Linked DNA regions of Mus musculus: regions 1, 3 and 4 are each linked to region 2. A link is a contact called in public HiCAR-type and promoter capture Hi-C data. All regions are on one chromosome and are shown on one strand. The core of a region is the stretch at or near the end of the contact, and the rest is flanking DNA. Distances in the headings are between cores, read along the strand shown.

Region 1 (2,700 bases), core at 3-2,502, 2.4 Mb before region 2:
CCTAACTCCCACATACTTCCCCCACACTTCCTTGTCTATTTAAAACACATCTTCTATGAAGGTGAGATTTCCCTGTCCAGTTCTGCCACCCCAGTAAACTGCATGTTGGCAGTAATGCACAGCCATCAAAAGCACTTGTTGCTCTTACAGAGGACCCACTTGATGGCACAACTATCCATAATGCTGACCTCCATGGACACCAAGAATGCATATGGTGTACATACATATATACAAGCAAACACAAATGAATATGAATAAGTCTAATTTTTTAAAAAAAGCATCTGCCTTCTTGGCTTTTTTGCTTTGTTTTTAGACAAGAGGTTCACTATGTAGCCCTAGATGGCTTGGAAATAGTTTAAACTGGAACACCCAGAAATCTGTCTGCTTCCACCTGGGATTAATGGATCGAACTGGGATTAAAGAGCCACGGAAATTGCCTTTTTTTTGGGGGGAGGGGGGGAGGGCTTCCTGAACCGCTTGCTGTCTCTCTAGCAACCAAAACACCCCCGTTATCAATGTACTGATGAATTCATTCCACATTACTACATCTACTGACAATAGTCTGTCCCCGAGAAACATCCAGCCTTGCTCCTTTAGGAAGAAACGTTCTTCCACAACAAATCTGCTCAATCTCAGAAAGAGCTCTGGTTGTTTTGTACAGAAACACCCAGTCTCCTTCATTGGGTCTTACTCCTAGAGAGACACTGTGGCCGTCTGTGTGTGGCAGTATTGACTTCCTAAAGAATCATCGCCCTCAAGGGTTCACTGGCTTGTCTTTGCTGCTAAGCTCGTGGAAGGTGTGCAACAATCTCCTGAAAATCGATCTCCAAAGAACAAGCAGTAGACCGCGGGCAGAGGTGTCCGGGCAGGGTAGGATGAGGCCAAACAACGAGGCAGCGATGAACTGGCTCTGGGGCCCAAAGACCCTTGGCAAACCTCAGCTCCTGCACTGGGGAACCTGCCGAATGACTGCGGCACTGCCTCGACACGGCCTACCTCGGCGTCGCGGTTCAGGCGGTACACATAGAGCTGCGAGGTGCCGGCCACCACGAGGTTGCGCTCACTGTTGTTGAAGAAGTTGCAGTACATGGTAAACTCCAGCCCGGTGGGCGGGTGCGCCTGCTTGTACACCGCGTACATGTCGCCGCCACTGTCACGCCGGAGCCGCCGACTCGGGGGACAGGGACGGCAGCGGACTCGGTCCGGCCGCGCGCGCCAACCCAGCCACCGGGTTCCGAAGTACTGCGCCTGCGCTTCCTGCCCGGACCGCCTTCTAAGAGGACCAGGTGGTTGAGAAGCAGGGTTCCGGGCCGCTTCGCATCTGCGCCTGCGCGCCGTGGCTGCGAGCGAAGAGCGGCCCCTAGTGGCCTAGCTTGATAAGAACTGACGAGCAAGCGTGGTGGCACATGCCTTTTATCCCAGCACTTGAGAGAGGCAGGCATATTTCTGAGTTCAAGGCCAGCCTGGTCTACAGAGTGAGTTCCAGGACAGCCAGGGCTACACAGAGAAACCCCGTCTCGAAAAAAAAAAACAAGAAAGAAAGAAAGAAAAAAAAAAAGGACTGATGAGCCTCGTCACAGAGCTGGAGGGTGCTGGACCTCTGCTTCCTTCTGTTCTGTACCCTTCAAGACTTGCCTCATTAGCTAAATCCCAGAAAATAAAACAAGGGTATATAGGCTTGGAAAAGGATACAGAAACATGCAATATCGCCACCCCACTCTGTAGATGAGGTGATGTGGTAGATCACCCCTGTATCACACTAAAGATCTCTTTTTAATTGACTCTAGCTGCATATGTATCAAAAGGTGGCCTAGTTGGCCATCACTGCAAAGAGAGGCCCATTGGACTTGCAAACTTTATATGCCCCAGTACAGGGGAACCCCAGGGCCAAAACGGGAGAGTGGGTGGGTAGTGGATTGGGGGGGTGGGTATGGCGGACTTTTGGGATAGCATTGAAAATGTAAACGAGGAAAATACCTAATAAAAATAAAATAAAATTTAAAAAAAAAGATCTCTTTTAAAAAGTATTTTGTTGGCTGGGCAGTGGTGGTGTAAGCCTTTAATCCCAACACTTGGGAGGCAGAGGCAGAGGCAGGCAGATTTCTGAGTTTGAGGCCAGCCTGGTCTACAAAGTGAGTTCCAGGACAGCCATGGTTATACAGAGAAAACTTTTCTTAAAAAAAAACAAAAACAAAAACAAAAAACAAAAACAAGCAAGCAAAAGAAATTATTTTTTTTTCTTTTTCTTGATTTTTGAGATGAGGTCTCAACTACATAGCCCTGGCTGTCCTGAAACTCTGTAGACCCAACTAGCCTCGAATTCAGAGTCTACCTCCCAAGCCCTGGGACGAAAGCTGCCCAGACATGCTGGCACATATATACATAATTTTTTAAATATTTATTTTATGTATATGATACACTATAGCTGTACAGATAGTTGTGAACCATCATGTGGTTGCTGGGAATTGAACCCAGAACCTCTGCTTACTCCAGCCCCAGAGATTTACTTATTATTATATGTAAGTACTCTGTAGCTGTCTTCAGACGCACCAGAAGATGGAGTCAGACCTCATTACGGATGGTTGTGAGCCACCACCTGGTCGCTGGGATTTGAATGCACGATCTTCAGAAGAGCAGCCAGTGCTCTTAACTGCTGAGTAATGTCTCACCAGTCCTACATAATTTTTAAAATAAAAATCT
Region 2 (2,700 bases), core at 108-2,607:
GTGTGACAAACAGCCCCAGGCCTTAGCAGAGGTTAGTTCATCTTGATCAGCTACAATTCCCCACTCCCAGGTTAATGTTTAATTAAACACTTTCGTGCCTTTTTGCTAGGGAATAAAAACACCAGGGTCCGGGGATCCAGCTCAGGTAGGCAATACCACCAGAACCCTACGGAGCCGCTGCCAAGAGGTCCTAACATTGTGAGTAGGATGTCTGCAGCAGACAAGAGGTTCTGGGCTCTCTGGGGGTCTCTTCGGCAAATCTCGGAGCCTCTAAACTCTCTCGGAGCCTAGGACTCCCAACAGCCCCAGGTCGGACTACAGATGGTGGCGCCCCTTGCTCACTTGGTGGATTTTTGCCAAGCAGGGCGGGAAAGATGGATACATTTTAACAAAGACATGGCATCTTCCCAGCAAAATGGCGGTGGTCGGGACCACGGCTCCCTGGTGGACTGCAAACCTCCTACACCTAAGTCACGACCAGGGAAAGGAGAACTCTCTCCTCGGCTTCTCCCGCTGCGCCCCATTTTTCCAAGTCTCTAAAAGCACAAGGAGCCTCTGCGCATCCTAAGGGTCCCCAGGATGTCTGATCAGAGCCATTGGACAGCACCTATGATAGAGACTGCACACACATCAAGCCACACCCCACCTTGAAGAGGCCAGTGGGAGAGGGGACCTTCACCCCTAGGGTGGGCCTGGGGGGTGGTGGTCCTGCTTCTTACATCCCCAAAACTCCCTAGCTAACAAGGCAGGCATGTAAATGAACTCATACTCAGATACATGGGAGATGTGGGGGGTCTTTGAGGAGAGCAGGCCGCCCGGGAGGCTTGTCCGCATCTTCCAGGGGTCCCAGGAAGCTTTGGGGGGCTCGGGCTCAGAGAGCAATCAACTCGCCGAGGTCCGGGGGTGCATCGAGGGGAGAAGGCGACTCAAGAGGGGGAAGGGACAAAGTTTGAAAGTGCCCTTCCAACTCTTTCAGGGAAAGTTTCCTTGAGGGCCTCGCAGGCAGAGAGGGGGTAGGGGTGTCAGAGGAGCTGTGGTCGGGTGACCCCCGAGAGGTGACCGGACCCTGGGGAGGCGACCCCTCCCCCCTTGTCCCGACTCGGCCCGGCTGGGAGTCGCCCAGCTCAGGGCCGCGTGTGTTAGTTGGGGCCGCTTCTGAGCCGCTCCGCCAGGTTGGGGGACCCCGCAGGCATCCGGGAGTGGGGCTCCTGGTAGTCCCAGGGGGGAGCTTTCCGACGGGGGGTCTCAAGCCCCGGGGCTCCCCGGCTCCGCAGAGCCAGCCCCCCGCAAAGGGGAAATGTGCCGGCGCCCCAGCGCTCCTCGGCGCCGTTTGAGGCTCGTGGCGGGCGCGGGGGGCGGCGGCCGGGGCGCCAGGGTCCCCAGAAGGGAAGCCTAGGGAGCCGGGCAGAGACCTCGAGAGACGGCGGGCAGCGGGAAGGCCCGGGCCGCCGGGAAAGGTCGAGTTTGCTCGGCGGAAGAAACACAGATGGCGGCAGCGCGGCGCCATTCCGGGCCGGGAGCAGGCAGCCAGCAGCCCAGTCCTCACCGCGGTCCGCCCGCCGCCGCTAAATACCCGGATGCGCCGCCCGAGCGCCAGACGCAGAGCTGGGAAAAGGGAGGCTGTGGAGGCGGAGGCAGCGCCAGGCGCCGGGCGAGCGACCGAACGGTGGGGGCTGGGAGCGCAGAGCAGCTCGCGACCCGCGCCGGGAGGACAGGAGCCACGCGTAGCCCGCGTCCCCGGCAGCCGCACTTGCGTCTGGCCTGCTAGTGGAGCGGGAGAGCAGATCGCGAGTCAGGTTCTGCACAGCCTCCGGCGAGGGCTGGCCCATCGGAAGGCTCCTTGAACAGTGGGAGCAGGCCGGCCACCATGACCGAGAACTCCACCTCCGCCCCGGCGGCGAAGCCCAAACGGGCCAAGGCTTCCAAGAAGTCCACGGACCACCCCAAGTATTCAGACATGATCGTGGCTGCTATCCAGGCAGAGAAGAACCGTGCCGGCTCCTCGCGCCAGTCCATCCAAAAGTATATCAAGAGCCACTACAAGGTGGGTGAGAACGCCGACTCCCAGATCAAGTTGTCCATCAAGCGCCTAGTGACCACCGGTGTTCTCAAGCAAACCAAAGGGGTGGGCGCCTCGGGGTCCTTCAGGCTGGCCAAGGGCGATGAGCCCAAAAGGTCGGTGGCTTTCAAGAAGACCAAGAAGGAAGTCAAGAAAGTGGCCACTCCAAAGAAGGCAGCCAAGCCCAAGAAGGCTGCCTCCAAAGCCCCAAGCAAGAAACCCAAAGCCACCCCTGTCAAGAAGGCCAAGAAGAAGCCGGCTGCCACGCCCAAGAAAGCCAAAAAGCCCAAGGTTGTCAAAGTCAAACCAGTCAAGGCCTCCAAACCCAAGAAGGCCAAAACCGTGAAGCCCAAAGCCAAGTCGAGTGCCAAGAGGGCCAGCAAGAAGAAGTGAAGACTTTGCTTGGGGACACTCCTTCCTCCCTCCTGTTTTCTGTAAATACATTTCCTCACTTGATTCCATCTGCAACCCTTTGCCCATTCTATTCTGACTTTATTAAAGAGGACAGAGTTTGGATCCCTCATACAGACATTGTGGAATGACTCCTTTTTCCTTAACCTATTGTGCAAGGACAGCAAACAGACCTCATCTTTGTAATGATGGAGACGTACTTTTTTCTTGATTTGATATTAACCTTCTTA
Region 3 (2,700 bases), core at 173-2,672, 2.5 Mb before region 2:
AGCAGGCTCTCGCTAACATGACCAGAGTTTCAGCAGTCACAGTGTGGCAGTCTGAAAGCTTGAGGAAGGTGAGCCGAGGGCAGAACTTGCTAACCAGCTGTAGCAAGAGATAGAGAGAGAGAGAGAGACCATCCAGGGTTGTGGAGGGCAGGTAAAGGTCTATCTACAGGGACACTGGTAGTCATGACAAGCCTATCCTATAGTCCCAGCTATGACTCCATTCTGTCCACGCCAGGCCTACATGGAAATTGCTGTCTCCTCCAGCAATTTCCTAAGATGTCAGCAAGACGAAACTGAGCAGGCAGGCAGACAACTCTGTGGTACACCACCAGGGCACCCTCCCCATAGTAGACCACTCAAACGTGACAGCTTGTGTGCAGGGCAGTCTCCAGCTCTTACCTCCAACACAGAGTGTACTTGAGACTTCCAGTGGATGAGGGTCAAGCTCTGGAGCTGAGAGAACCTGGGCGACAGCAAGGCCCGGCTGTAGTTGTGCTCTTGTCCTTACGCTGCCCCCTTCTGGACAGAATCCTCCCCTACTCAACGCGGATGCAGGGAAGACAACAGACAGTAAGATGACAAGGAGCCCTCACCGATTGGGTACGAGCCACTCCAGGCAAGCAAGGAGCTTCTTCTCTCCCTTAAGGTTGCCCTTGCCAGCCCGGCCAACCAGCGAGGGTGACAGGGTCACAGTATGCCAGAGTGAAGGATGGGAGGTGGCTTCGTGCCAGTGACGGCAAACGCGTGCAGCCCTAGGAGAAGAAAAAGTTTGCTGAGAGTGCGTGGCCTTTTGCGGGTAATGCCTACAATGGAGTGTTTTAGGAGCAGCGCAGCGGTCTTAAAGCCTGCCGTCGCCCGTTCTCAGTGCTAGGCTTTGAGCTCTAAGTGAAGACAGGTGCCGGAGCACTTGTGTTCGCCCGATGTGATGCCTGCTCTGCCCTCTGCTCTGCAGCACCCGCTCAGTGCGCCAGTCTCTACCGCGGCAGGCGCTGTTGGTGTACCTGCCAAGAAACGGCATGGGCCCATGAGCCGCAACCAACAACCCGAAAATATGCACCAGGACTTCTAAGGGAATACGGTCTCCCCAACCAGAGTCCAGGCCCTGATCGAGCGACGGCTCCGGTCGGGGTTTGGTCCTGGGCTTGGCGACAGCCGTGGGGCCACGAGCCAGTGACCTCGGAGCGCGGCGACGGGCGCGCCGGTGCGCACGAGCGCGGGGAGGCTCCAGGTCCGGCAGCACGAGCAACATGCTGTCCGCTTGCAGCAGGTGGTACCCAGAGCCGCGAGGTGCCAGGCGGTCCCACCACCAGTCCTCCGCCGAGCGGCCCCGCGCATCGGGCCGCTTGGAGCTTCGAACTCGACGTCTAACTCGCCTAGAGGCCACGGGAGCCATAGCCCCCGGGAGCTGAACTAAAAGCGGAAGGTGGGTGGGCAGAGAGGAAGGGGCGTGGCCCCTTAGCTCACTCCTTTACACTACACTTAGCTTCCGGGGGTGGGACTTCCGCCGCAGTCTAGCGCATTAGCCGGCGTCTTACTACAACCCTTTGGCTGGGGTTTGGCTGCCTTCCGGGCTAAGTGGCGTGCTCCCGGGGCTGGGCGGGCTGCTCCGGCCCCACGCCCCTGATGCACCGCACTCAGCCGAGGAGCCCAGAATCGAATCAAGTCAGCCAGCCACACCTCTTGCCGATCCACGCCGGCTGCCTGAAGTTAGCTGTCATCCAGTCTGGTTTAGCCGCGCCAAGACTTGGTCCTCCGCAAGCATCAAGGACTGGCTCTTTCGCTCATCTTCCTCCCCGGAACCATGCTTTAAGCCAGCTTCTCGCTCCCCCGCTTGCCAGTCTTGTACAGAAGGGTCCCGGTGCAGGCTCCATGGTAGGTGCAGCTCCTGATCTATCCGCCGCCTCCCTCCAGGTGCCTTGGTTTTGCAATCTGGCCACCTCAGACCCTGACTCTGCCCACTCGCATGTTTTTTTGTTTGTTTGTTTGTTTTGTTTTGGTTTGTTTTGGTTTGTTTTTTGTCTCCGTCCAGGTGAAAAAGCTTGACTCTTTTTTTCTCTAGAATAGTTAGAGAAGCTTTGGATCTACGTGGGAAAAGGGCGGACTGTTACCTTCGCTTTGTCCTGGAGGGCCCGCTTTGACCTTTGACCTAATGGCAGCACCTCCGCTGGGCCGACTGGTGCTGACCCATCTGCTGGTGGCCCTTTTCGGCATGGGCTCCTGGGCTGCTGTCAACGGGATCTGGGTAGAGCTGCCGGTAGTGGTGAAAGAGCTCCCGGAGGGTGAGTGAAGTGGGCGGAGGTAGGCTGCTGCTGTTGCTGCTCTTCGTTCCTTAGCCTGGTGCCTTTACACTATCTCCTCCTTCCACTGCAGGTTGGAGCCTCCCTTCCTACCTCTCTGTGCTTGTGGCGCTGGGAAACCTGGGTCTGCTGCTGGTGACTCTGTGGAGGCGTCTGGCTCGCGGCAAGGGCGAGCAAGTCCCCATCCGAGTGGTTCAGGGGCTAGGCATAGTGGGCACAGGCCTACTGGCCTCTCTGTGGAACCACGTGGCCCCAGTGGCAGGAAAGCCGTACTCAGTGGCCTTCCTAACGCTGGCGTTTGTGCTGGCATTGGCCTGCTGTGCTTCTAATGTCACTTTCCTGCCCTTCTTGAGCCACCTCCCACCCCCCTTTTTACGGTCTTTCTTCCTGGGTCAGGGCCTGA
Region 4 (2,700 bases), core at 192-2,691, 2.5 Mb before region 2:
GGCCTCCTTACCTGACCTTTGTTCATAATATGCCATACCTGCCTCACACTGAAGTTATCTTATCTCCTGGGTGAACTGTGAACACCCTAGGGCAGCTGGGGCGTGGGGGGCACCGTGCCCACTAGAAAAAGATTGTTGATACAAAGAGAACCAGACTTTGCCACCCTAGATAGCCACTTCCTCCAAGCCCCTCAGGTACTTCCTAACCCAGAGCTACTAAAGGGTCCCATGATGATCACCAAAAAGAGTCTCAGGGCCGGCTTTGTAGGAGACAGTCTCCATTTCTTCAGCTAAGCAGGGCCTCTCCCATAGGTGTGTTCATACCAAACCTCTCTCCGGTACTCCAACCACGGGATGAAAGTCTCACTTAGTAGTCAGCTCTGCCCCTATAGCCCGAAGTCATTCTGGTAACATAAGCTGGGCTTCCTTCAGGCCCTCCTACTTGCTGGAAGAGGGGTGAATAAGCCATGCAGCCTGTTAGTACTAGAAAGCTTCCTGTACTGTCCTCTGCCCCGAGCAAACGCCCATACCCATCGCCTCAAACAGGCGTGTGTCCTCTGGAGCCTCTAGCAGCCTTCTCTACCCACAGGACACCCCTCGTAGTTTTTGCAAAGGTAACTCTTCATCATAACCCTCCCTGGAAAACATCAGCCTCCTTCCACTGAAGAAAGCCCATTCATCTCCACCCCCCACCCCCCCGGGGCTCACATTTCCTGCTACCCACTCCTCAGAAAGGACCTCAAGGGACTCTGCCTCAAGGTGTGCTTACTTTCCTAAGCAATATGGAAAGGGGGCTGCTGCCCACTCCTCTACCCAGACTCCCTGGTCGGCTACACGACCACACCTGGGTGACCTTGGCAAGTGACCCTCTCCCCAAAGCCCGTGTCCCAGTACAGCCCCAGGGGAGCCCCGGCCGCGTAACTCGCAAAGCTGTGGCCAACTTTTAAGAACTAGGAGCGTCACTGGAGAGGTCAGATGTAAGGGGATCAGGCACTCCGCTACCTCAGATCCCAGTAGCCGTCGCCCACGCTGGTCCGCCCGTCTTTGTCCCGGGTATGGGCTGGAGCCGGAGCCGGAGCCGGCGCGTCACCCCCGGCGCCCAAGTCGGGGCTCACAGCCGCGTCTCGCACCTCGTCCTCTTCTACCTTGGGCCCACTACCACCCTGGACGGAAACCCGCGAGCCGGTCCTCCGACGCCGAGAGCTTCCCGCGCCTCCGCGGTCGCCCATGGCTTCGGCCCGCACCTCGTCGCGGCCCAGTCGTGCTCCGCCGGCTCTCAGCGCTTGGAGCCCGCGGCCCCGCCTCTGGACCCTGAGCAACGGCCTCCGCCGCCGCCCCCTGCCGGCCTCCGTAGCCGGCGCAGCGCACGACTACCTCTGCGACGCTGAGGCTGCGATGCTGCGGAGCAGCTGACTGGCTGTGGCGTCAACTGGAGAGTCCATTTGTAGTCCGAGGCCGAGCGGAGGCGGAGCCTAATCGAAGACGCGGAGCACGCTGGGAGTCGCGGGAGCAGAGCGCGGAGCCTCCTGGGAGTTGAAGGCACCGGGAGCTGGTGACGTATAGCACTCTGGGAATTGCAGTCACAGGCTGGCAGAAGCAACTAGTGTGCAGCTTGGCTGTGAACTTCGGTGGAAGAGGTCCGAGGTGCTGTCTCACTGCGAGGAGCAAGCGGGAGGAGAACTGCCCCGGCTCCTGGCTCCCTGGCAGCTACGCACTTCCTCTGACCTCTTGCTTGCCTCTTGTCCCACTTATGTAAAAACATCCTTTCGTCATCCCCAGCAGCGGTTTGAGTGTAGGTCATTTATGAAACTGCGCTGACGTCTTGCGGTTCCAAATCCATTTTTGAGCGCACAACCGACAGACTTATCTGCTCTGGCAGCATCGTTCTCCGAAAGATCCCTAGCTGCTAGGCAGGAACCAGTTTAAATGTACCTTGGAGCACATAGCCTGTCAAAGGATCAAACTGGAGAAATACCCAGCTTCGCATTACAGCAAATGTGTGCAACTGCCCAGTTAGTTAAAAGAAGCAACTCACCAGTCACCATGGCCTCTTCCTCTACCGCCCCACAGTGCTGTCGAGGGCCCGACAAGCAACGTGCCTGATTTAGACACCGCCGTGCATACATTCTAGACCTGAGGAAGCACCTAATTTCCTTCAGAAACACTATAAAGGACCAAGGAGAATAGTGGCTTTCTCTTCTGGGGAATAGCAGGCCTAAGAAGCACCTCTATAGGACAAGGTTGGTAGCCTCTCCTACAGGATGCTACTAGTCTTCCTATTAAGCTCCCTCCACTTCTGTAGTATCCACTGACTCCTTCCCTCAGGTCACACTTTCTTCACGACACATCTCATGATGAGCAATCTGGGCTGCCCTGCCGGTGGTGTCTTTGTACATATGCAGAGAAAAGCGAACCCAGGCTTGGACTTTTGTGGATCAGAGCCAACCTGGTCAGTGTCTCCGAGCATTCCTTTGTTGCTGGCCCAGTCTTTCATCTGGTCCTTGGCAAGGCAAGGGCTAGGTCTTTGTGAATAGTGACCCCAAAAGGAGGCAGAGTGAAAGAAAAAGTCTCTTTGGGAGCCTGAAGTGAAGGTAAGTCGTGTGAGCTCTGCCATGCCTTTCCCGCTCCTTCCTCTGTTAAGTGAATACGAGGCTTCCACATTCTCCTGGGCTAGCACGTTGGCTACACCAGCTTCCAGTT

The links. Promoter capture Hi-C pulls out the DNA fragments that hold promoters and counts their contacts. HiCAR-type assays count read pairs that join an accessible place to other places. Capture Hi-C pulls out chosen DNA fragments and counts their contacts.
Region 1: a HiCAR-type map of astrocytes shows a contact between it and region 2, with 4 times the contacts expected there. The contact joins the promoter of Cpsf1 here to the promoter of H1f0 in region 2. A contact is called at or near these places in 3 of 115 datasets of contacts at active chromatin or transcription factors (astrocytes, embryonic forebrain and embryonic limb bud).
Region 3: a contact with region 2 is called in a promoter capture Hi-C map of liver, with 5 times the contacts expected there. The contact joins the promoter of Fbxl6 here to the promoter of H1f0 in region 2. A contact is called at or near these places in 2 of 39 promoter capture datasets (cranial neural crest and liver).
Region 4: a promoter capture Hi-C map of adipose tissue shows a contact between it and region 2, with 2.7 times the contacts expected there. The contact joins the promoter of Dgat1 here to the promoter of H1f0 in region 2. A contact is called at or near these places in 1 of 39 promoter capture datasets (liver) and 1 of 9 other capture datasets (adipose tissue).

The regions. Positions count from the first base shown.
Region 1 is chr15:76,606,339-76,609,038 of GRCm38.p6, forward strand. It overlaps Cpsf1 (cleavage and polyadenylation specific factor 1), which reads right to left and starts at 1,253. Exons shown (of 37, transcript NM_053193.2): 1 at 997-1,253. The coding sequence starts at 1,140.
Region 2 is chr15:79,026,855-79,029,554 of GRCm38.p6, forward strand. It overlaps H1f0 (H1.0 linker histone), which reads left to right and starts at 1,358. Exons shown (of 1, transcript NM_008197.3): 1 at 1,358-2,700. The coding sequence starts at 1,868. The coding sequence ends at 2,452.
Region 3 is chr15:76,537,324-76,540,023 of GRCm38.p6, forward strand. Fbxl6 (F-box and leucine-rich repeat protein 6) reads right to left here and starts at 1,423. Exons shown (of 9, transcript NM_013909.2): 1 at 1,002-1,423; 2 at 594-752; 3 at 400-463; 4 at 1-97. The coding sequence starts at 1,393. Slc52a2 (solute carrier protein 52, member 2) reads left to right here and starts at 1,507. Exons shown (of 5, transcript NM_029643.4): 1 at 1,507-1,872; 2 at 2,060-2,279; 3 at 2,371-2,700. The coding sequence starts at 2,150.
Region 4 is chr15:76,510,553-76,513,252 of GRCm38.p6, forward strand. Dgat1 (diacylglycerol O-acyltransferase 1) reads right to left here and starts at 1,442. Exons shown (of 17, transcript NM_010046.3): 1 at 1,003-1,442. The coding sequence starts at 1,229.